7 separate regions of the Mus musculus genome follow, and regions 1, 2, 3, 4, 6 and 7 are each linked to region 5. The links are chromatin contacts, called in public Hi-C, HiCAR-type and promoter capture Hi-C maps. All regions are on one chromosome and are shown on one strand. Each heading gives the region's core, a stretch centred on a gene start, on an enhancer-like site or on the middle of the called end of the contact. The rest is flanking DNA. Distances are from core to core; before and after follow the strand shown.

Region 1 (3,202 bases), core at 657-3,156, 2.5 Mb after region 5:
CATAGTTGTCTATGCCAGTTACTAATCTATTTAAATTTAACAAATCAAAAGCTGTCCTTAGGGATTGGCCAAGAGTCGTAAGTCCTTCTGCCTGAAGGTTTTTCAGTTCATTCATAAACGTTGCATGGTTTTCTTTCCATCCAGCCTGAAAAGAAAGATGTAAGATTTTTTTTTTTATCATTTGAAGTCATGTACACACATGGACACCGATTACAATGTGATGTCCACCAAGTAGGTATTCCATTTCAGGTTTGCATATTTAACTTCACTTTTGCTTGATATGGCTTGGGGAATGTGTTATAACTGTTGTCTCTGGTGAGGAAACTCTTCCAAAGGTGGCCAAGAATGAACCTGCTTGCCCTACACCTTTTGTTAAGTTAACAACCGTCTTAATACTTTAATAACTTCACTGGGAAATTTGCTAACATAACATCCTCCAAATTGTGTGCAAGGGACGGGTGTTGCGACGGTGCTAGTGGGAGGCAGATGGCAGCAGGACTTCTTAAGTTGACCACAGCTGTCCCACCGATCGGTGGCCTTCCTAGTTCCACTCTGTGATGACCAAGTCTCGAAGCCCCCCTCCAGGCTTCCCTGCCAGCTTTGGCTGATTCCCTTTTAATGCAAACCCGGGCTAGGCAAGGCTGGGCCCCGCTGTCACTCGGGCTAACTTGAATAAATATCCCCCACAGTTCATTGCTGCCGCTCACGCCGCGGAGGGGAAATGTCGGCCATGTTGATCGTAGCGCCTCCGCCGCCAGGCCGAGCAGGACCCGGAGGGGACGGCGGTGGGCCAGAAACTGCCACCTCGCTGACGCTCCCGGGCTGGGGAGGGGTGGGAGGCCGCGGGGAAGGGACCTGGAGGCGGGAGCGGCCGTGGGGGAGGGGAGCATAATGAAGAGGGGGCGGGGAGGGCGAGCTAGGCAGGATCAGGGAAGGGAGGGGGAGGGCGAGGGCTGTTACCTTGATAGCATAGGGCGGCTCTTCGAAAGTGACCAGCATATACCTGTCTCCTCTGCTGGCAGGGTCCCGGGCACGGAGCTGCGGGCCAGGGTGGGGACGGGCGGGAGAGAGGGAAACACAGAGGCGAGGTTACCAGTCGCAGAAGGGTCGCTGGCCGCCCCCACAGTACCGCACACGCAGGGCCGTCCCTCCGCCGCCCCCCGCACCCACAGCAGCCCCACATGGGCCAGGCCCAGCAGAGCCCGCTCCCAGCGCCCGCCCGCCCGCGCGGTGGGGGAGGGGTCCCCGCGCCCGCGGAGCCCGCAGTAAACCCGCTGCCCCCCGCCCTGCCCCCCGCGGGCCACCGGGTCCGGGTCACCACCGGGGCTGGGTTAGTCGGTACCTTCATGAAGGTCTCTACCGCGCCTTTGGCCGTGTCCAGGTAGGTGGTGCCCAGATGGCTGCGCTGGTTCATAGAGGCAGACGTGTCTATCAGGAACAGTAAGATGGGCATAGTGCTGGCCGGGGACACCGGGGCCCGAGGTGGTGAAGAGATGGCAGAGGTGGAAGCACCGGCGGCGGCGGCGGCAACCGCCGATACGCGGGGCGGGGAACGCGGCCCCCGGGAGGAAAACACCAGCTATGGGGAGTTTCTCCCCCGATAGTTGAGAGGAAACTCCCCAGCCCAGGTCCTCCCGGCCGTACCCCCGCCTCCGGCCTGCCTGCCCGCTGGGGCGGCCGCGCGGCCGTCTGTCCGTCCGTCCCCCCCGGCCTGGGGGTCCCGTCCCCACTCCCGGACCCTGTGTGTGTCCCCGCGGGAGACGGGCCCAGTTCCCCACCCCACCCCCAGTGCAGGGAGTGGGGACCAGGGATCTGGCGAAGAGGGGAGTGGGCTGAGGGGAGATTGGCCCTGGGGCTGTTGAGAGAAGTTTGAGAGACTCCCTCCGCACCCCAGCGGTGTCACCACTTTCTCAGCCCCTCTCGCTACTGAAGCGCTTTTCTCTCTCACACTCCGGTTTTAACTCGGGCAGGGGCTACGTAGGCTCCGCCCCTGACACGTACTCGGGTCATGTGATCCACAGGCCCACTGCCCTATTGGCTGGTCCTTACAGCCTCATTAGCATATTCAAACAGCTCAGGGGCGGGGGAAGCCTGCAGGCCGACCGAGAGGACAGTTATTGAGCACGCGCGGAGGCGGGGCAGCGGGTGCACGCTAGAGCCAGCGCGCAAGGGGCGGCGGGCGGCCCGAAGCCCGCAGCCGGGAGGCGGGCTTCGGGAAGGGGCGGGGACAGGCCGCGGAAGCACCGCGGGTTGGGGCGGGGACTGCGTCGGCGCGCGGAGGGCGGGCAGCGGCCCTAGGCGTGTGTGTCAAGGCGGCCGGCCTTTTGGCTGTGCGCGGTGACAGGGTCGGGAGAAGGGAAGTGGAAGCCGCCCCCAACCTGTGGGTGAGGGCCCTGCGTCGCGATTTGAGAACGCAGGGCCAAGAAGGGTGAACGGACGAAGAATACGGGAGCGCGCAGGCCCACGCGGCTGCAGCAGGCCGGGCCTTGGGGCGGCCCGGAGGGGGCGGGGGAGGGGAAGTGAGAGGTTGTTTATGACCTGGTATTAATCCCCGCCGGTCTTTCGGCTCCGGCTCTAGCCGGTCAGAGGATCCACCGAAAAGGAAGCCAGCCCTGGAGTGCCTCACCCAACCCTGCAAACCCGAAGCGGAACTCAGATGTGGACTAGTAAAGCAACTGTCCTCTCCAACCTAGTTCTCTCTTCAAATCGTGTTAAGGCACTAGACTAGATTAAGAAATGAAAGGGGGGCCTTCCAAATCCTAATCCACTGCCCTCGTTTTAAAAGTGAAAAGGGATGACCACGTTGCGCAGGTGACCCAGAGAATAGATAGGTTCCTGGGAAACCCGCCTCTCAAGTCTTTGCCAGTGTTGTGTCGGAAAACATTCTCAACCCCTGTCATATTAAGTCTTCAGTCTGCACCTGCAAGTCCGGAGAATTGTTCTCAAATGTAGTTGGGAAACTGCAAGACCCGCTGCCTGAAATATGAGTTGAATTCGGAACATTGAGGCCTTTTAAGAGTCGGTATTTGTAGGGCTTCTCCCACTGGCCCTGCATTTCCGGATTTTCTCTGCTGAAATTCTGGCCTGCTGGGCATCTGTAGTGACATGCTTGTGGCGCTTTTTTAAAATCAGGCTTTGTTGTTTGGGCTTTTCCTAATATTTCAAAAACAAAAGCCTCAGAACGTTGTTTAACTTATTATCA
Region 2 (2,778 bases), core at 161-2,660, 2.5 Mb before region 5:
AGTCCCTCCCACCACTGAAAGTCCCTCCCACCAAGGCCGTGATTTCTCGAAGGAAAGAAATAACCCACAGCTCCAATTTACATTTATACTATTCCAACTAGATGGCGAAGCTGAAAAACTCTCAGTTCAAAACTTCGGATTCTGTAATTCTGTATAGCAGCCTCTGTTGGTACCATATGAAGCTGACATTTTGAAGTGTGGTAAAAGTTAAGCAATTTCAAAGGAACCATGGTGAATTCGTTCAACAGCGTTTTCTATACCTGGATAACCAAAATTTTACGAGAGGCTGAATACTGTAATGTATTGTTAACTATAGTTAAGTTAAAAACAGGCTTTCTAAGCAGCGTCTGCATTCCTATGCTGGAAGATTTTTTTTTTTTTGTTAGCGCCTTATTACAACAGTTGCTAAAAGGGGAGAAAAGAAAAATCACAAAAAGTAGCCTTGTCTCCAGATTTAGCACTCAAAACTGGTGAGCATCATTTACTGACCTAACCTGGGGTTAAACTAAAAATATGGAGCAAGACTTGGTACAAATTCCCTAATAAGCGGCTACATTACGGGCAAGCAGGGGAAATTTAAAGGCGTGAAAAGTCCTCGCTCAAACTTTTTTGTCAACAAAATCTGCACGTCCAGTTCTCTCCCGCTCACACTCACAGGCATAAGTTTTCACCCGGCCGCCTCCTGCACGCCGCTGGTGGCCGAAGTCGCCCGGGCGAGACCCGGGCCACGCAGGCGAGGCTCGTGCGTGACCAGCGCTACGGACTCAGGCCGTGGAGTCGCGGCGGAGGCCGGCCCGGGAGAAGTCGGCTCAAAAGAGACGTTACGCAACCGCCCCGCACCGACCGCCGGACGGCGCAGCCGGGGACGGGACACCGGACACCGGGCGGGCACCGCGCCGCCGAGGGCCAGAGGTGCAGCGCGCAAGGCCGCGAGCGCGCGTGGTGGACGGCGCGGCGCACGGAGGCCCAGGCTGGGCGGGGTCGGCGCCGCGGGACGCGGGGTCTGGGCCTCCGGACGCCGCCGCGCGAGCACAACAAAGCCGCCCCGCCGCCGCCACCCGCTGCTCCGCACCCGCCCGGGACCCAGCGGACGGGTTGTCCCTGTCCCGCAGGGCAGCTCGCCCGTGGGACCGGGCGGAGCCCTGTCCCGACAAACTTCCCGGCCGCGGCCCCTCACCTCCGGGAGCGCTCTACACCCTCGGCGGCGTCCTGGCCCGCGGCTCCGGGACCTCGCGCGCCGGGAGACCGGGCGCCGGTGGCGGCAGTGGTTGCTGACCCCGGAGGGTCGGGGGAGCCCGGGGAAGCGGCGGCGGCGCTGGCGGCGGCGGCTCCATCTTCCCGGGGCGCTCACGCCGCGGTTCCGAAGCGCAGACCCGAGCGGGACATTCGCTACATTGTTGGCATTCCACGGGCGTCACGTGACCCCTCCTCCCGCGTCACTCCCGGCCGCATACCAGCCCGGGCGGGGCGCCCGCGGCCTTGCTACCCGCCGCCCGCTCCGCCCCACGGGCCGCTTCCTGCGCCGCCTGGCTGGGCGGCCACCTGCCCTGCGCTGGGCTCGCGTCGGAAGCCCCCAGCCCGGGAGCGCCGGTTTCCCTAAACGCCTCGTACCAGTGGGTGAGAAAAGTAAGTTCACAGGCCCCGGTGCCAGCCACGGAAAGTGCAGCCGGCTGCTGAGACCCGGGCATCAAATAATAAACCGGGACGCCTGACAGCCTGGGCTTAACCGGACGCAGGCTAACCAGCTCCCTCCCTGGGCACGTTTTAGGAAAGTGCCTTATGGTTTTATAAAACACATCAGTATTGCACGAACCAGCCGAGGAGACTGGCGTTTACACTTCGGCCACTCCTTTATCCTCCATTTGGGGATTTGGTCCAGGGACAGACGCTGAGAAATAACAGCGTGGAAGCAAAGTCTTTCGTTTACTATTGGCTGTCTAACGTCACACTCCCCACCAACTTACGATCTGTGGTAAGTGATGGTGGGGACTAATAGTCTTAAAAGTCAACCAGACTTCCTCTTTAATTAGCAAACGTGACATTTGAAGTTTCAATTCCGGAAGAAATTCACAAGAGTGAAGATCATTTGTACCAGTTTTTATTTTTGTCCTCGGGAAGGAAGTCGAGCCCCCTCTCCTGTGCCAAATTCAGGCTGTCTTGTCAGAAGAACCCTTGTCAGGACTGTTTTAACTGCCTCAACAGACTTTAGTCCTGGACTGCCCCTCACCACCACCACCCCCACCCCCACCCCCACCCCCACCTCTCTAATTCCCTTAAGGCTTCTTCCAGAGATTCTCATTTCTTTGTCCTTTGAACTTTAATAATTAAGCCTCTTGCAGATTAGCCTCATTTTCTTTAGTCAGCCTGACCCTGTGTGCTACACTGACATCTTGCACCGTGATGAGAAACCAATGCATCAAGTAATATTCTGTAAAAGAGGAGTCTAGCACTCACCTGGGAACTTCCTCCCCCATCTCCCCAAGCGCACTGGCAACCTTCACTGTGTGTTAAAAGTTCCTATCTCTTGCTCTAAGAAATGTTAGGGAAGCCGGTTAGTGATGCACACCTATAATCCCAGCTCTCAGGAAAGCAGGTGATCTCTGAGTTCAAGGTCAATCTGGTTACAGAGAGAATTCCGGGACAACCATGGCTACACAGAGAAACCCGGTAGAGGGGGAAAGTAGGGGTGCAGAGGGAGGGAGGGATGGAGGAAGGGAGAGAGAGACAGAGAGACAGAGACACCAGTGCCAAGGGATCCAATGCCTTGTTCTGTGGGTA
Region 3 (2,934 bases), core at 185-2,684, 2.4 Mb before region 5:
TGTTACTTTTATAGTCTCCAAAACATTTCCAAATGGAGAGTTAGTTATAAGTAAGAGGAATCTGTGTCTACGGGGTGCAATTTTTGCTTTGTTTCTGTTTTTCAAAACAGGGGTTTCCTGTATATCCCTGGATGTCCTGGAACTCGATTTGTAGATCAAGCTGGCCTCAAACTCAGAGATCTGCCAGCCTATGCCTTCTAGAGTGCTGGGATTAAAGGCAAGTGCCACTACATTCGACCTACTGGGTGCGAGACAGATTACATTTATGACATTTTATGATAATCTCAAAATCTGAACTACTTTTGCATCGATTTTTTTTCTTTTTTTTCTTTCTTTCTTTTTTTTTTTTTTTTTGGACAGGGTCTCACTAAGCCTGGTTGATTGGTCAGGTGCTAGCCTGGAACTCGCAAAAATCTACCTCCTTCAGCTTCTTGAGTGTTGGGATTCATGGCGGACGCCACTCCGTGACCTTGCAACTTTTTAAAAAAATCTCAGGCTGGGCTTGGTGGCGCACACCTTTAATCCCAGCACTCGGGAGGCAGAGGCAGGCGGATTTCCGAGTTCGAGGCCAGCCTGGTCTACAAAGTGAGGTCCAGGACAGCCAGGGCTACACAGAGAAACCCTGTCTCGAAAAAAAAAAAAAAGAAAAAAGAAAAAAGAAAAAAATCTCTAGTACAAGTTAGAAATGATGTTTAATTTTATTATTAAAAAATAAAACAAGAGGCGGGAGAGATGGCTCAGTGGCTAAGAATACTGGCTCCAATTCTGGAGGTCCTAAGTTCAATTCCCAGCAACTACAAGGTGGCTCACGACCATGTATAATGGGATCTGCTGCCCTTTTCTGTCGTGCCTGCATCCACGCAAATAGAGCATTCATATACATATATAAACAAATCTTAAAACAAACAAAAAAACAGCAGTGCCGAGTATTTGTACTTCAAATAGAGTGTTAGTGGAGAAAATGCAGATGCTTGCTTCAATAGGGGCCCATTCGAGTGAGACGAAATGACTTTACACGTACAGAAAACAGGGTTTTAGTGCGTCTTAATACAGTTGCCACTGGATGTTGTTAACAAACACCCAACCACCCGCTCGCCTGCGGCCACAAGGAGAATTTGTCCGCACAGTTTCCATCACAGATCAGCTACGCCCCTTGGACGACACCGCCCGCTGAGAACCGCACTCTCCCGCCCGCGCCCACTCACCGCTGTCCTCGCCGTCCAGCGCTCTCAGCAGCCGGGCCGTCTCGCTGTCCAGCGTGGTGGCCAGACCCCGCAGCTTACAGTGGAAACTCTGGATGGGGTTCATGCTGAGGGCCGCCGAGCCGACTGCTGACCTCCAGTCCCCTCGAACGAACGCGCTACACATTTGAATCCTGCGCAGGCGCAGAAGGCGTCTCTCGCGAGAGCGGAACTCTAGCATCAGGGCCCCAGAGAGACCGGAAGCAGCGCGCCGCCGCATCGGTCGGGGGACGCGGAGCGCCGAGGGGAGCGTGTCCCGGGCCGGTTGGTACGCGAGGTGGGTTTTCGGGGAGCCCCCACCCCCATATCCTGCAGTGTAGTCGGCTCCCGGCCACTCACTTCCGGCGAGAGGCCGAGCGTGCTCTGGATTCGGCCGCGGGATGTGGGCGCAAGCTTGGCACGCCGGTTGCTCGCTTCCCGGGTCCGGGGCTCAGCGACCGCGGCTTTCGTGTCATTTCCTCAGGAGGCACCATGTTCCTCACCGCTGTCCTCCTCCGCGGCCGCATTCCGGGCAGGCAGTGGATCGGGAAGCACCGGCGGCCGCGTACCGTGTCTTTCCAAGCGAAGGAGAGCATGATCCGTCGCCTGGAGGTGGAGGCCGAGAACCACTACTGGCTCAGCATGCCCTACATGACAGCAGAGCAGGAGTGCGGCCACGCCGCGGAGCGACGGGCCCAGGCTTTTGAAGCCATCAAGGCAGCGGCCACTTCCAAGTTCCCTAAGCATAGATACATTGCAGACCAGCTAGACCATCTCAACATCTCGAAGAAATGGTCCTAACCCTTCAAGATTATGGATACCGGACTGCTCTATCCTTACTTGGTCCTGGAGCTGAGAAAATGTAATTTATGTACCAGTGTGACCCCTTCGACCAGTATCTTATTAAAGCAAACATGATTGATTAATAGTTGTCTCATACGGAATACTTGGGACCCTACCTAGGCGTTTGTTTCACACCTGTAATCCCAACATTAAGAGGTGGAGGCAGGAAAATCTTTGCTGATGTAGTTAGTAAGACCTAGACTCAGAAGGCCAAAAGAGACTGTTTGAGGCTCCATATGTGCATAATCGGTCTATTTTCAGGGTTGTTTTTTATTTTTTCTGGCCTAAAGCTTGCAGCAGCCCTCCCTGTGCCTAGCTACTGGAATTACAGGCATGGTTCCCTGCCCTTCTGTAAAATGTGGGGTTTTTTTTTTTTTTGTTTGTCTCACTATATAGCCATAGAACTTGCTGTATAGGCTAGGCTGGCCTTGACCTCCGAGATCTACTGGCCTCTGCCTCCCAAGTGCTGTGACTAAAGGCAAGTGCCACCATACCTTGCACCTTTTAGATTTAAATGCTGTAAAACTACAAACTGATGAGTCTTAAGGCTGAGGTACTTGGCTAGAGCTTTGTTGTACAAGGGGTGTTTTCTTACTTTCTGTCTAGGATAGCCATTCTCAACCTGTTGGGCATGACCCCTTGTGGTGGTTGCAGAACCCTTTCATGAGGCTGAGTATCAGAGATTTGTATTATGATAACAGCAAAATTACAGTTGTGAAGTAACAATGAAAATAATGTTATGGTTGGAGTCACCACAACATGAGGAACTGTATTAAAGAGTGTAAGGGAGGTTGAGAACCACTGCTCTAGAATAGAGCCTGCCTTTGATTTCACAGCATTCTGTAAGTGGAAGTAGGATCTGAAGTGTTAG
Region 4 (2,778 bases), core at 117-2,616, 2.4 Mb before region 5:
CCGCTGAGCCATCTCACCAGCCCGATTTTTTTTTTTTTTCATTCTTGTATTTACCCCGTATGTTTTTCCCCAAAGAAAATCTGTCCTTCAGATAACCGAGGGCTCTGTCTGAAAATTAAAACCACATCACTTCTGGGAAACCAAGGGACTGCTTTTTCTTAGGGTTTTATTTAATAATGCTGACGGGAGACGAACACAGTAAAGAGCCAGTAGGTATAGAACGCACACTCAAAGCTTACAGGCAATTATTTAGTATCACTGACATAGTAATGGCCTAGGGTGTTAATGACAATGAACCAATCGGCTAAGTCATGTAAGTATAATGCAACGCTATTCCTTTATCCCAGGAAATCAGGTAAGAACCATACGGTAAAAAAAATTAAATAAGAAAAATAGCAAAAGTAAAACTAAACCAAAGCCCTAAAACTAAAGGTATAAGCAATACAAACCTACAAAGTAAACAGGCAAAAAAAAAAAGTCATTGAGCTTGCACCTCTCTTGTTCAATTCCTTGTGCCTCAAAACAACATTTTGTGTAAATCCAGCACTGAGACCCCCAGATGAATATTAAAAAGGGTCAAATACAGCTCAGACCAGGGGCTGAGCCCACACTGCAGACCCGGGAGACACACCTCCCTCCCAGGCCCCCAGGCTGCTTTCAGCTTACGCGCTTCTTCTCGCGCAGTTTGGGGAGCAACAATCTGGGAGGAAAAGATTTCTTTGTGCGTGTGTGCGTGTGTTTTAGCCAAACTGACCTCACAAGCCGTCTCAGAAGGGGTTCTCTAGTTCAAAAGGAAAGGCCTTTGTGAGCATTCCGTCACAGAAGGGTGGGAGCCCCAAGGCGACTGCAGCCACCCGGAAGCTTGGAGCGTGGGCGGCGCGCAGGCCCGAACTCGGGACCCCTCGAGCAGCGAGCCGTGGGCAGAAACCCACGGACAGGGGCCCCCACCGCCGGAGAAGCGCGGGCCGGAACCCTCGGACGTGGAACCCACGGGCTGGGGAAGCGCAGGCCGCCCCGCGGAATCAGAACGCGGCGCCGAGGCCTCGGCCTGCCACCCGCGGCCCGGCCCGCCGCCCGCGCCTCCCGTACTCACTCACGCACAGCTCCACCACGTACGCGTAGTAGGACCAGACGACCACAAAGGTGATGAAGAGCACCGGAACCCAGCCCACCACGCGTTGGCAGCAGCGCCAGAGTGTCCAGGGCGCCATGTTCCTCTGCTGACTGCCGGGTCCCGCTGCCCACGATTCTGTAGGACCACAAGACCCCAGCGGCCCTGTCGCCAGCTTCCCCGCCCCCGAGGCTCCGCCGCCGCAAGCAGTGGCGAAGGGCGACGCCACAACTCCGCCCCTCCCTGCGCCTGGCCCGGGTCCGCCCCTGACCCCGCCCTCGGGCCCGCCTCCGGGCCCGCCTCTCATCCCGCTGCGAGCTGTGAAGGGCGACGCTGCAACTCCGCCCCTCCCGGCGCCTGGACCGGGTCCGCCCCTGCCCCGCATCCTGCCGCTCCGCCCCTAGTCCCGCGCCTGGCAATCCCCGTAGGGGGTGGGGCTACCCGGCCGAAGGAGGCGGGGCCTGAAGTTGGGGCGGGGCTTCTGCTCAGGCCCGCCCATGGGATTTGGGGGTGCCTTGGTGGAAAAGAGAGGAGAGTGCTAAGGATGTGTAGGAGGCCATCTAGGACTGGGTGACGAGAGGGATGGGGATGCGCAAGGGGAGAGGAATGAATTCTTAGCTGCCCTGTGTGCCTTGGGTGGCACTCTGTATAACACTCTTCCCCTAGGTCTTTCAGGACCCATACAAGTCGGGTTCCCTATTACATAAGGCTGTGCATCACTCAAGCGTGCAAGCAAGAAAAATATTATATATACTTAAATATAAGACTCCTGTGACTATAATGTGTCTCCAATGAAGAATCCCCTGGGATAATTTGGTCCACGTATCGCTCTCTCCACCATGTTTTGTTTGAATTGGTAGGAGCCTGAGATTTAAGGTGGAAGCCATATACAACAGGTCAGTTTGATTTGGAGTCCACATTTAAGGTTACACCATGAAAGCAGAATATAGAAACAGCCCTTTCCTGGAGTGGGATTTTCAAATATTTACAGCTGGAGATTGCTAAGTAATGACTGCAATCTTAGAATCTAGAAGCCTTGCTGTGAAACATCATAATGTACAATCATTAGGAATAATTTCATACATTCTTTTAAAACACAGTACATTCATTTATTTACATTCTATGTGCGGATGTGCATGGACCACTGCTCATGAGGATGTGTGGCCCAGGGGTTGTCTGAGGACAAATGAAAAGTTTTTAAGTTTGGTTTGGGTTGGTTTGGGTTTTGGCCCTGGGCATAGTGGCACATGCCTTTAATTCCACACACTCAGGAGGAAGAGGACAGTGGAACTCTGTGAGTTTGAGGTCAGCTAAAACAGACTATTTACTAAAGTCTCCAAGAAGAAGGTAACTGCTATTATAGTATGATAAAGACTTAGTAAAATGAGTATTAATATTTAGTCACCATACACTACTGTTACATTAAAGTAACATGTATACAATAAGAAAATTGCAACATGCCCTAAAGATGACATTAGGACCCAGAAGTGCACACCTTTAATACCAGCACTTGGGAGAGAGAGGCAGGTAGATTTCTAAGTTCAAGGCCAGCCTGGTCTACAAAGTGAGTTCCAGGACACCCAGAGCTACACAGAGAAACCCTGTCTAGAGAAAAAAAAAAAAAAAAAAAAGCAAACATATTCTGACTTCAAATTTTTGACTACATA
Region 5 (2,873 bases), core at 289-2,788:
CCCAAACTATCCCTCCATTTTAAATTTAAAACTTGGTAGCTCACAGTGGGCCTTAACTCCAGTGTGGTGTGGTGTGGTAGTGGTGGTGGTTGGGGGGGGGGGGTGTCTGACGGACTCTTCTGGTATTTAAGGGCAATGCACAGCCATGATGCACAGATGCAAGCAGAACACCCACACACATTAAATAAAAATAATTAAAATCTTTAAAAAAAAAAGAACTAAGTAAGATACACCATTAAAAACGACAAACCTAAAGCCAGTTAATCGATGACACAAGAAAACAAGGTGAAAGTTAAAAGAGACAGCAGAGCACACCGTCGCCTGTGTCTCGACAACATAGGTAGTGAAGATTAAGAAAGCATATGCAAAAATGGGACTTAACTGGGGCAGTCTGATTGTACTGTTATTTTGGATTTGCTGTATCTAACGGGGGCTGTTAAGAGAGAGAGAGAGAGAGAGAGAGAGAGAGAGAGAGCGAGCTTTCTTTGAGACATTAAGCCTATAGGTCTTGTTATGCCTCGGGAGATACCTGTCCTTCGAGTACACATTTCCTCATTTGATCAACTCTTTACCAAAGGCCGAGTCTGAGTGATTAATGCTTTCAGTGAAATAGCTTTTTGGAATCCCTAGCTACTCATCTGTCACTACCGGAATCTATTACACAAACTGAAGAATATACCACTTAAGCTTGCAGTGAACGGAAAAGATCATGTGGTGGATGGTTATAACACAAAATGCTTTGCGATGCTATGCTAATCTGTATAGGGCACAAAATAACTATGATACAATACATGCCATAAAAATGTTAAAAAGACAGAAGGGGGTCCTGTGGCACAAAGGCTTGAAACAAACAAAAAATCATAAATCCAATGCATCGTAACGTTCAAAACCGAAATCTAAACCACCCGGGGATATTTTTTTTAACTTACATCCTACCTATTTTTCTGTTCCTAAAAGCCAGCAACAAGCTGTCATTCATTCAACACTCATTCTATCCCTGAACCCGAGGGGTCGCGTAGGCGTAGCCGCGACTCCAGGCCGCTTCCCGCAGTCGGGCCCACTCCGCGTCGTCGCGGCGCGACCGGGGACTGCAGAGCCTCGGCGGCAGGGGTCCACAGCCCACTGCGCGGCTCGTAGGGAAGCCTAGCAGCCTGAAGGCAGGCCTCGATGTGCAGACCTCCGCGGGGAAGCACCAGGGTCCCCTGCTAGGCGGCACCATTACCTAGACGCGACGGTCCCGAAGGAGAAGCCGCTGCCCGCTCCGGTCCCGCCGGGGGCCACAGTGGTGGAGCCGAGGGTCCCAGACCCGAAGGAGAACCCCGTGGCCATGGCGGCCCTTGGCGCGAAGGCGTCAGCTAGGGTGGAGAGGCCTAGGACGCTTCTGTCCCTTCACTGCCGAAGAGGGACGTGCCACATAGCTGGTGCCCAGCGGGTACCGGGTGGGAAACAACCCCAAGCGGCGGTGCGGCAAGGCGAGGGCGGAGTGGGCGGAGCCACAGGCGAACGCATGCGCGACACCGCCCGCGCGCCGAACGCACTAGAAGCGCGCCCGCCGCGCAGGGAACCCTGGGATCGGAGTGGAAGCGGTACTCGTGTGAGGCCGGGCGGATGAGGTAAGGTGGGCGCCCCGCCTACTCGCTTAAAGCGCTAAGCCCCTGAAGTGCCCGGAGAGTCTCGCGGGATTTCGTGCTTTACTTCCTGAATGAAGGCCCTGGAGTGCGGCTTCGGTCCGGCCTCCTGTCAAAAGCCATGCGTAGAGTTCTAGAGTTGGAGAAGACCTTGGTCGTCACCTCACATTCCTCCAAGGGGACGTCTGAGTTTCATTTGGGTGTCGCTGCACCCGAGAAAAAAAGAGGGTGTCTACCTTTTGAGGGTCCAGAAATGTACGGGTTTTAAGTCGCACACGCTTCCGGTCAGCACCCCATGGTACTGCACGCTTGTGCTTCCTGCACGGAGGGTTCAGCGGGGCGGCGTGACACTGCCAGGCTCCTCTGCCTCCGAGTCTGAGGTCAGGACACTGTGCCCCAAATCCTAGTGGACGGTGAATGGGATGGGTGCCGTTCTTGGGGACCTTCCCTGAAGACTGCTTCCTGGCTATGTGGCTTTCCCATAACTTGGGGTATTTACGAGAGGAACTGCGAATTGGAAAGTGTAAGGACAGGGATGAGCGATCTGGCTGGAGAGCTGGCTCAGCACCGACTGCTCTTCCAGAGATCCTGAGTTCAATTTCCTAGCAACCACATGGTGGCTCACAACCATCTGTAAAGGGATCTGATGTCCTCTTCTGGTGTGTCTGAAGACAGCTACAGTGCACTCATACATAAAATAAATAAATCTGAAAAAAAAAAAAAACCCAGAGGGATGTAAATTAGAATGTACGGGCACCCGGAGCAACGTGGGCACCAAGAAATGCTTCTTAGCGGTGGTCTGGGGACACTGCCATCATATCATGGTTCTTTAATTCTCTGGCAGGAATTGGCATACTATTCCTGCAAGTGCGTTGACCAGCTGCCAAGTTTTGTTCGATGAAATTGATCCCATCATCAGACCCCTCAGATTTATGCTAAAGCACAATCCTCCCCATGGTAGTGATTCGAACAAAAGCCCAACGGTCTCTGAGTCTGGCCCTCAGTGCCCTTTATATGACAAATCCTTGGCACTTCTTTTCTCACAGCTCCCCCACAATTCAGCACTTGTTTTGTGTTGACCTTGAGCATTGCTACCTGCAGTTGGCTGAACCGGAACACCCTCCAGATTCATTGTAGAGCCCTGTCCTCTCCCCCAAATACTCATAGTGATGAAAACTCTGTTCCTCGCCATTTCCCTTTGGCAGGTCACAAAAGTTAGATGACGTCAAAAGGTGTGTTTGGCAC
Region 6 (3,074 bases), core at 501-3,000, 2.5 Mb before region 5:
GATTGGTAATCTGGCCACTTGGCAGAGGATGCAGCGGTATGATGGGGATCCAGCAGTCGTCCCAGAAGTAAGGAAAGCAGCTTATAATAAAGATGTAGAAGTAGAGGTGTCTACAAGGCGGAGGACCTCTGAATTTAGCAGATAGTGAAGGTACAAGACAGGAATTTAGGCAGAGATTTAGCAAGTTGTGTTGTCCCACCCTGCCTTGGGTCTGTTAACGACTAGGAGCACAGCAGTTTAGGGAAGGAGGTCCTAGATAGAGGATTTAGTAAGGCCTGGCTTGTCCTCGCTACAGGAGCAGCTTCTGTCTGAAGTTATGAGCATTCTACATCCTCTTAAATCTGTTTATTTTTATGCTGTGTGTATGGGTGTTTTGACTGTTTTCATGTCTGTGCACCACATGCATGCAGTGCCCAAAGGAAGCCAGAAGAGGACATCAGAGCCTCTGGAACTGGAGTTACAGGTGTTTTGAATTGTAGCCTGGTCCTCTGTAAGAACCTCAAGTGAAGAGCATTCTCATAATGTCTCTGGATATACTCCTAGCAAAGATTTTCTCTAGAGTCTATCAGCAAGAAGGGGTTGTAAGGACTAGAGGATGACTAGCAAGGAACCCTAAAGAATCCAAAGTGTGTGCCAGCTTGCCTTCTCACCGGAGTTCAGAAGTGCCAAGGCCAACAGCTGCTACTGGCAGTGTCTAATTTTTGCAGATATACTACATCCGATTTGTTTGTAAAGCAATCTATTAAAAGCAGTCACCAGATCTTTAACGAACTCTCTGGGTTAGCAGTGACATTCCGAACCTTACATGCTTACTGTCTAGATTTCATTTTTAAAGCAACTGCTTTAAAATGGAGCTATGGGGTTTATGTTTTAGTATCTATAGCATATTGTGAAGGTTTCTTTCTTCCTTCCTTCCTTCCTTTCTATCTTTCCTTCTTTCTCTCTCTCTCTCTCTCTCTCTCTCTCTCTCTCTTTCTTTCTTTCTTTCTTTCTTTCTTTCTTTCTTTCTTTCTTTTTCTGAGACAGGGTTTCTCTGTGTAGCCCTGACTGTCCTGGAACTCACTCTGTAGACCAGGCTGGCCTCAAATGCAGAAGTCAGCCTGCCTCTGCCTCCCAAGTACTGGGATTAAAGGAGTGCGCCACCACTGGCCGGCATGAAGGTTTTTTCAATCAGTCTTTCTCACTGATACTTTTGTAGTTTTTGTTTTGAAACAGGCTCTCTCCACATAGCCCTGACTGTCCTGACACTCTGAAGACCAGGTGAAGGTATGCATCACCATGCCGCTGGATTTGCCTCTCTTGAATTTTGCGTGACATAAAAAGAGCCTATTTCATTCATAGCCCCTAAACAGACAGCTTTACCCCATCATCTACAGAAAAGGTATCATTTCGCTGGCCTTGCAGTACCTTTCTGCACTGGGGGTCCATATTAACCAGTTCAGTCGGTTTATCATCACTATGACTACCTGGTTCATATTTTTACATGTCATGTGAATTTTCTTAAGTTTTTCGTGATCGCTACACATTTTCATCACTACGCATGAAAATATTACGTTAAGCTGACCTGGGCAGTGAGCACGTAAGAAAACAACTAAGAACGATCAAGACGCCTGTAGAGCACTGCGCATGCGTGTGCCCCACCCCTCTCCCCAAGGCAACACGTACGCGCGCGCGTGCGTGCGTGTGCACCCACACATACGGAAATACGCCTGCGCCATGCGATGCCCCGCCTTGCCACTCGTTTCCTATAAAACCTCGTGCCTTTCCTCGCGAGAGACGACTAGCTCATGCTCGCCGCAGGGGTCGGAGGTCAGGGCGAGCGTCTCCCGGGCCGAAGGAGGAAGATGGCGGTGGAGTCGCGCGTTACCCAGGAGGAAATTAAGAAGGAGCCGGAGAAGCCGATCGACCGCGAGAAGGTGCGGGTTGCGGGCGGCTGCGGGGCAGAGGTGGCAGCAGCGGCGAGCTGGCGGGAGGGCGGGCGCGGCCTGCGGACGGGTGGGCGGGCAGGCCAAATGGCGCGCCCGAGGCTGACTCCCTGCTTCTCCGCAGACCTGCCCGCTCCTGCTGCGGGTCTTCACCACCAACAACGGCCGCCACCACCGAATGGACGAGTTCTCCCGCGGGAACGTGCCTTCGAGCGAGCTGCAGATCTACACCTGGTGAGCCGCGCGGGACCCGGGCCTGGCGGGCTGCGTCCTCGGGGACAGCCAGGGCGGGCTCGCCCGCCGTGTGACGCCTTTCGGGAGTGGGGATGAAACGTTAGGTCAGAGTGAACTGACCGGCGTCGCTCTCGCCGTGTGGCCGCCCGGTACAAAAGGATACGTAGGTAGCTTACGGTGCGGTAGGATAAGATGGTAGAGGACGGGGAGGGAGATGGCTGTTGAGTGAACCGTGTTCGCAGAGTGGAGGCAATGGGAAGCCTCGAGCCACGCAGCACCAAGATATTAAAAAGCACCATCAACACCGAGCCCTTTCTGCCCCGGCCCTTGGTGTCAAAGCGTTTGGTGTTTGCACGGTGAGGACGGCTGTCCCAAGTGTTTCATCTCCGAGTACCTGCCTTGCTCAGGACCCACGCAGCTAGGACCGTTACAGGCTTGTCCTTTGGATTGTGTCAGGTTGACACTGTAATAGCTTTGGAAAAGCAGCAAAGGCGAATTTTAATACATTTTTGTTGCGGTGGTAAGATACACCACAAAAGAGTCCCTTTCTCGGGAAAACAGACAAACAACCCCCCATCCCCCCACCCCCATCCAAAACACGAGCTAGTGATTGAATTTATAAGGGAAAACTACTGAGTAGCGGCTGAATTTAAGCCACTCTCCACATACTAAAATTCCGTGTCCCCCAACAAATGAATTTTCCAGCTTGCCCGGACTTTGCTTAAGTGCTGCTTTTCTATTCCGTGAGCCCAGCTTTCTAAAGAGGGTTATCTCTCTGTTATCTGTAGAGATTGTTCCAGAACCACATGGATATCAAAATCTTGGAATAATCAAGTTTTTCACTTTAAAAATGTAGTGTTTACTGTACACACCTTTCAGCATATGCTCTTGAGACTTTCTGCTATAAAGCTTACC
Region 7 (2,743 bases), core at 2-2,501, 2.3 Mb before region 5:
GTTCCCAGCACTCTTGTGGTCCCTTAGGATCACCTGTAACTCTAGTTCTAGGGGCCCAATGCAAGCTTATGGCATTTGGGCATCAGGTCTGCATTCAGTGTACACACATACACGCAGGCAAAACACTCATACATATAAAATGAAAACAAATCACAGAAAACATTAAAAAGTAGTCTATAATGCTTGTGTAGCTTTTTCCACCTCTGATGTGGTGTGAGGTTGGAGTCAATGTTTGTATAAACTGTTCAATAATCAAACAGTTACCAACCTTTAATCTGTAAGGTATGCTTTTCTTTTTGTTGTATTTTAATGCTTGAGTTTTCCCACTAGAACTAGGTAACAGAAACCTAGCAAATAAGGAAAATAAAAAACTGCTTTTAATTTTAAAAACCCTAAAACCCAAAACACTGAAATGCCTCTCTCTATAAAAATCTTAGAGAGTACATTCAAACTTTCCAAGGTTTTACAAGACCGGGTTCATCTTGAAGTAGGGTACTTAACATTTGCATCCTGACAGCTCAGGTTTAGGAAAACTTGTTTTGCCGCGTAGGCGGGGTCCACTAAAACATTACGGTTTCGACTTATGTAACAGCTGTCATTGGAATTGATAAAATCTGCAACTATCAGCTGTTTAACTTTTAGAGTTGATATTCTCTAGACTGGGGGGGTGTGTGGCTCACACAGTAGGTCGACGCCACCCTTTTCAACAAAGAAGCGACCAGGGAACTCTTTAACGATGCAGGCTAACTAAGGGGTGCCCAGCCCCCGCAAACGTCAAGGACCCTTCTCCATCCACCAGGTGGGCAGAGGCGTGCCCCAGCCACGCCCACACGCATCCCGGGCGGGGCCTCCCGCCGCCTCCTCCCGGAACCCCCCAGGCCCTCCAGGCTCGTGCCAGGCGCCTAGGGTCTCCTGTGCCTCCGCCCCCCTCCCAGGGGTGCCTGAGGGCGGGGCCGGGCTGAGCCGTACCTGCGCCGACACCGTTCGGGAGCCCTCGCGCGCGGCTGCTTTCACGCGGCCGTGATGCCATGCCGCTCCTGCGCCTGCCAGGGCTACCCCGGCCACAGCCGCTGCGAGAGGGCCGCGAGTCGGCACAGCTCGTCGGCCGGCCGCGAGCCCGCGCCGCAGCCTTCCGCCCCAGGCCGCCAGCCAAGCGCTTCTTCCCGCAGCCGCCGCCATCTTTGCGGAAGCGCCCGAGCGTCGCGCCCCGCCCTCACCGTCTGTTGCCCGAGAACAGAGTTGGGCTCTCGCGAGAGCTCATCACCCTCCACCGTGCTCTGCGCGTGTGTTGCTAGGTGTGGCTGCTTCCTCGACGTTCAAGCGTGGTTTTGAGGTGACCCTCGGCTCCGGTGACAGTTTCCAAGGCAAAGGACATGAGTTAGCTGGTTAACTGTCCTAACAGGTCAGGTCACCACTGTGGGCCAAGAAGGGGCTGCAGGGATGGCTCAGGGGTGAAGGGTGCTTGCTGCCCTTCCAGAGCACCACAGCTGGATTCCGGAGACTTAAGGCCACAGATAAGTCCAGCTCCAGGGCATCCAGCGCCCCCTTCTGGTCTCTACCCCCCCCCCCCCATGAAATTAGACTAAAGGAAGGGTAATAGATTCTGGGTGGAATATATTGGACAAACTAGATTAAGAATAGGGACTAAGAAGGGTGTTGATGATAAATGCGGAATCAAATTAGATTTAGCATGGTTTTTCAGTCGATAGACTTAAACATAGCATCTTTAGCTCTCTCGGGAAAGCCTATGTCAGTCGTAAGTGGGCACATTTAGAGCTGGAGAGGGAAACACTTCTAACAGTAAGCGGCAGAGGGTGCTGGGTATAACCACTGTGGGTGTTGATGCAACAGTAGAATTTCATCCTCAAAGAGGCTAGGGTAAGGGGCTGAAAATATTGACGATATTATATTTGCCCCAAATGTCACATGTCTGATTATAGTGAGTCACTTGAGACAGTTGGTTCAGTGGATAAAGGCACTTCATGCCAAGCCTGCCTACCTGAGTTAGAAGTCAGAGAAGAGAGTCCTATAAGTTGTTTTCTGACCTCTGGTCTGCGCAGTGAGTTCCAGGCCACCCATAACTACATAGTGAAATCCTGTGTCAAAAGGAAAAAAGGAAAGAATATGTGTACATGCTCACCCTTACAGATCTCCGTTTTTTATAGCTAAATGCCCTTTATATTTATTTATCAAGACTCATTTTTTATGTGTATGCCTCTGTGTATTTATGCCACATATGGGTGGGTGCCCCCAGAGTCCAGAAGAGGGTGTTGTAGCTGGAGATAGAGGCAGTTGTGATCAGCCTGATATGGGTGCTGAGAATGGACCTCTGGTGCTCTGGTAGAGCAGAGAACACTCTTAACTGATGAGCTGTCTACTCAGCCCCTAAAATTTGGTGTTTGAATGAAGTAAAATGTACAGGACGTTAGCATTTTGACAACATTTGCATGTACAGGTCAGTGCTGTCAGGCCCTATGCATGGCATTTAGCAACAGCCATTATTTTTCTTTGGATTTTTTTTTTTTTTTTGTAATCTTTCAAAGCTGGCCAACACTTTTCAAGGGCCTATCTCTGTTTGTCTGCTCCTCCCGAGCGCCTGGTCTTTCATTTCTGTTAAACAATATCTGATCCAGACTTCTGACAATGATTTTCTTCAGATCTCCCAGACAAAGCCACTGTATTGTAAACAGTTGCTATTTATTGTATGTTTCCTTTACATTTTGTTCTTACAAAATATTGACTC

What was found. Promoter capture Hi-C pulls out the DNA fragments that hold promoters and counts their contacts. A called contact is a pair of places that touch in the nucleus more often than the background predicts. HiCAR-type assays count read pairs that join an accessible place to other places.
Region 1: a contact with region 5 is called in a Hi-C map of uterus, with 5 times the contacts expected there. The contact joins the promoter of Ints6 here to the promoter of Nupl1 in region 5. A contact is called at or near these places in 2 of 39 promoter capture datasets (the C10 cell line and pre-B cells), 2 of 484 Hi-C or Micro-C datasets (CD8 T cells and uterus), 2 of 115 datasets of contacts at active chromatin or transcription factors (astrocytes and thymic regulatory T cells) and 1 of 9 other capture datasets (adipose tissue).
Region 2: a promoter capture Hi-C map of pre-B cells shows a contact between it and region 5, with 4 times the contacts expected there. The contact joins the promoter of Lats2 here to the promoter of Nupl1 in region 5. A contact is called at or near these places in 4 of 39 promoter capture datasets (the C10 cell line, hippocampal neurons, liver and 1 more) and 1 of 115 datasets of contacts at active chromatin or transcription factors (astrocytes).
Region 3: a promoter capture Hi-C map of liver shows a contact between it and region 5, with 5 times the contacts expected there. The contact joins the promoter of Mrpl57 here to the promoter of Nupl1 in region 5. A contact is called at or near these places in 5 of 39 promoter capture datasets (cranial neural crest, hippocampal neurons, liver and 1 more), 4 of 115 datasets of contacts at active chromatin or transcription factors (astrocytes, embryonic stem cells and large pre-B cells) and 1 of 9 other capture datasets (adipose tissue).
Region 4: a promoter capture Hi-C map of pre-B cells shows a contact between it and region 5, with 4 times the contacts expected there. The contact joins the promoter of Zdhhc20 here to the promoter of Nupl1 in region 5. A contact is called at or near these places in 2 of 39 promoter capture datasets (liver and pre-B cells) and 1 of 115 datasets of contacts at active chromatin or transcription factors (astrocytes).
Region 6: a HiCAR-type map of astrocytes shows a contact between it and region 5, with 5 times the contacts expected there. The contact joins the promoter of Sap18 here to the promoter of Nupl1 in region 5. A contact is called at or near these places in 5 of 39 promoter capture datasets (cranial neural crest, hippocampal neurons, liver and 1 more) and 2 of 115 datasets of contacts at active chromatin or transcription factors (astrocytes and large pre-B cells).
Region 7: a promoter capture Hi-C map of liver shows a contact between it and region 5, with 4 times the contacts expected there. The contact joins the promoter of 3110083C13Rik here to the promoter of Nupl1 in region 5. A contact is called at or near these places in 5 of 39 promoter capture datasets (the 3T3-L1 cell line, hippocampal neurons, liver and 1 more), 1 of 484 Hi-C or Micro-C datasets (CD4 T cells) and 1 of 115 datasets of contacts at active chromatin or transcription factors (large pre-B cells).

The regions. Positions count from the first base shown.
Region 1 is chr14:62,759,206-62,762,407 of GRCm38.p6, forward strand. Ints6 (integrator complex subunit 6) reads right to left here and starts at 1,907. Exons shown (of 19, transcript NM_008715.2): 1 at 1,343-1,907; 2 at 961-1,038; 3 at 1-145. The coding sequence starts at 1,453. 4931440J10Rik (RIKEN cDNA 4931440J10 gene) reads left to right here and starts at 1,296. Exons shown (of 7, transcript NR_045503.1): 1 at 1,296-1,381.
Region 2 is chr14:57,744,713-57,747,490 of GRCm38.p6, forward strand. Lats2 (large tumor suppressor 2) reads right to left here and starts at 1,411. Exons shown (of 8, transcript NM_015771.2): 1 at 1,178-1,411. Gm52140 reads left to right here. Exons shown (of 3, transcript XM_030248241.1): 2 at 583-1,626. The coding sequence ends at 1,600.
Region 3 is chr14:57,824,805-57,827,738 of GRCm38.p6, forward strand. It overlaps Mrpl57 (mitochondrial ribosomal protein L57), which reads left to right and starts at 1,435. Exons shown (of 2, transcript NM_026401.2): 1 at 1,435-1,518; 2 at 1,705-2,934. The coding sequence starts at 1,713. The coding sequence ends at 2,021. Ska3 (spindle and kinetochore associated complex subunit 3) reads right to left here and starts at 1,359. Exons shown (of 9, transcript NM_198605.3): 1 at 1,206-1,359. The coding sequence starts at 1,308.
Region 4 is chr14:57,888,970-57,891,747 of GRCm38.p6, forward strand. It overlaps Zdhhc20 (zinc finger, DHHC domain containing 20), which reads right to left and starts at 1,367. Exons shown (of 13, transcript NM_029492.5): 1 at 1,094-1,367. The coding sequence starts at 1,211.
Region 5 is chr14:60,249,941-60,252,813 of GRCm38.p6, forward strand. It overlaps Nupl1 (nucleoporin like 1), which reads right to left and starts at 1,539. Exons shown (of 15, transcript NM_170591.2): 1 at 1,223-1,539. The coding sequence starts at 1,329. It overlaps Gm38641 (a long non-coding RNA gene), which reads left to right and starts at 1,534. Exons shown (of 3, transcript XR_874661.1): 1 at 1,534-1,613.
Region 6 is chr14:57,796,439-57,799,512 of GRCm38.p6, forward strand. Sap18 (Sin3-associated polypeptide 18) reads left to right here and starts at 1,751. Exons shown (of 4, transcript NM_009119.3): 1 at 1,751-1,916; 2 at 2,050-2,159. The coding sequence starts at 1,788. It overlaps Mir3077 (microRNA 3077), which reads left to right and starts at 1,986; the gene lies at 1,986-2,049.
Region 7 is chr14:57,998,061-58,000,803 of GRCm38.p6, forward strand. It overlaps 3110083C13Rik (RIKEN cDNA 3110083C13 gene), which reads left to right and starts at 1,252. Exons shown (of 2, transcript NR_166770.1): 1 at 1,252-1,402. It overlaps Micu2 (mitochondrial calcium uptake 2), which reads right to left and starts at 1,202. Exons shown (of 12, transcript NM_028643.3): 1 at 970-1,202. The coding sequence starts at 1,179.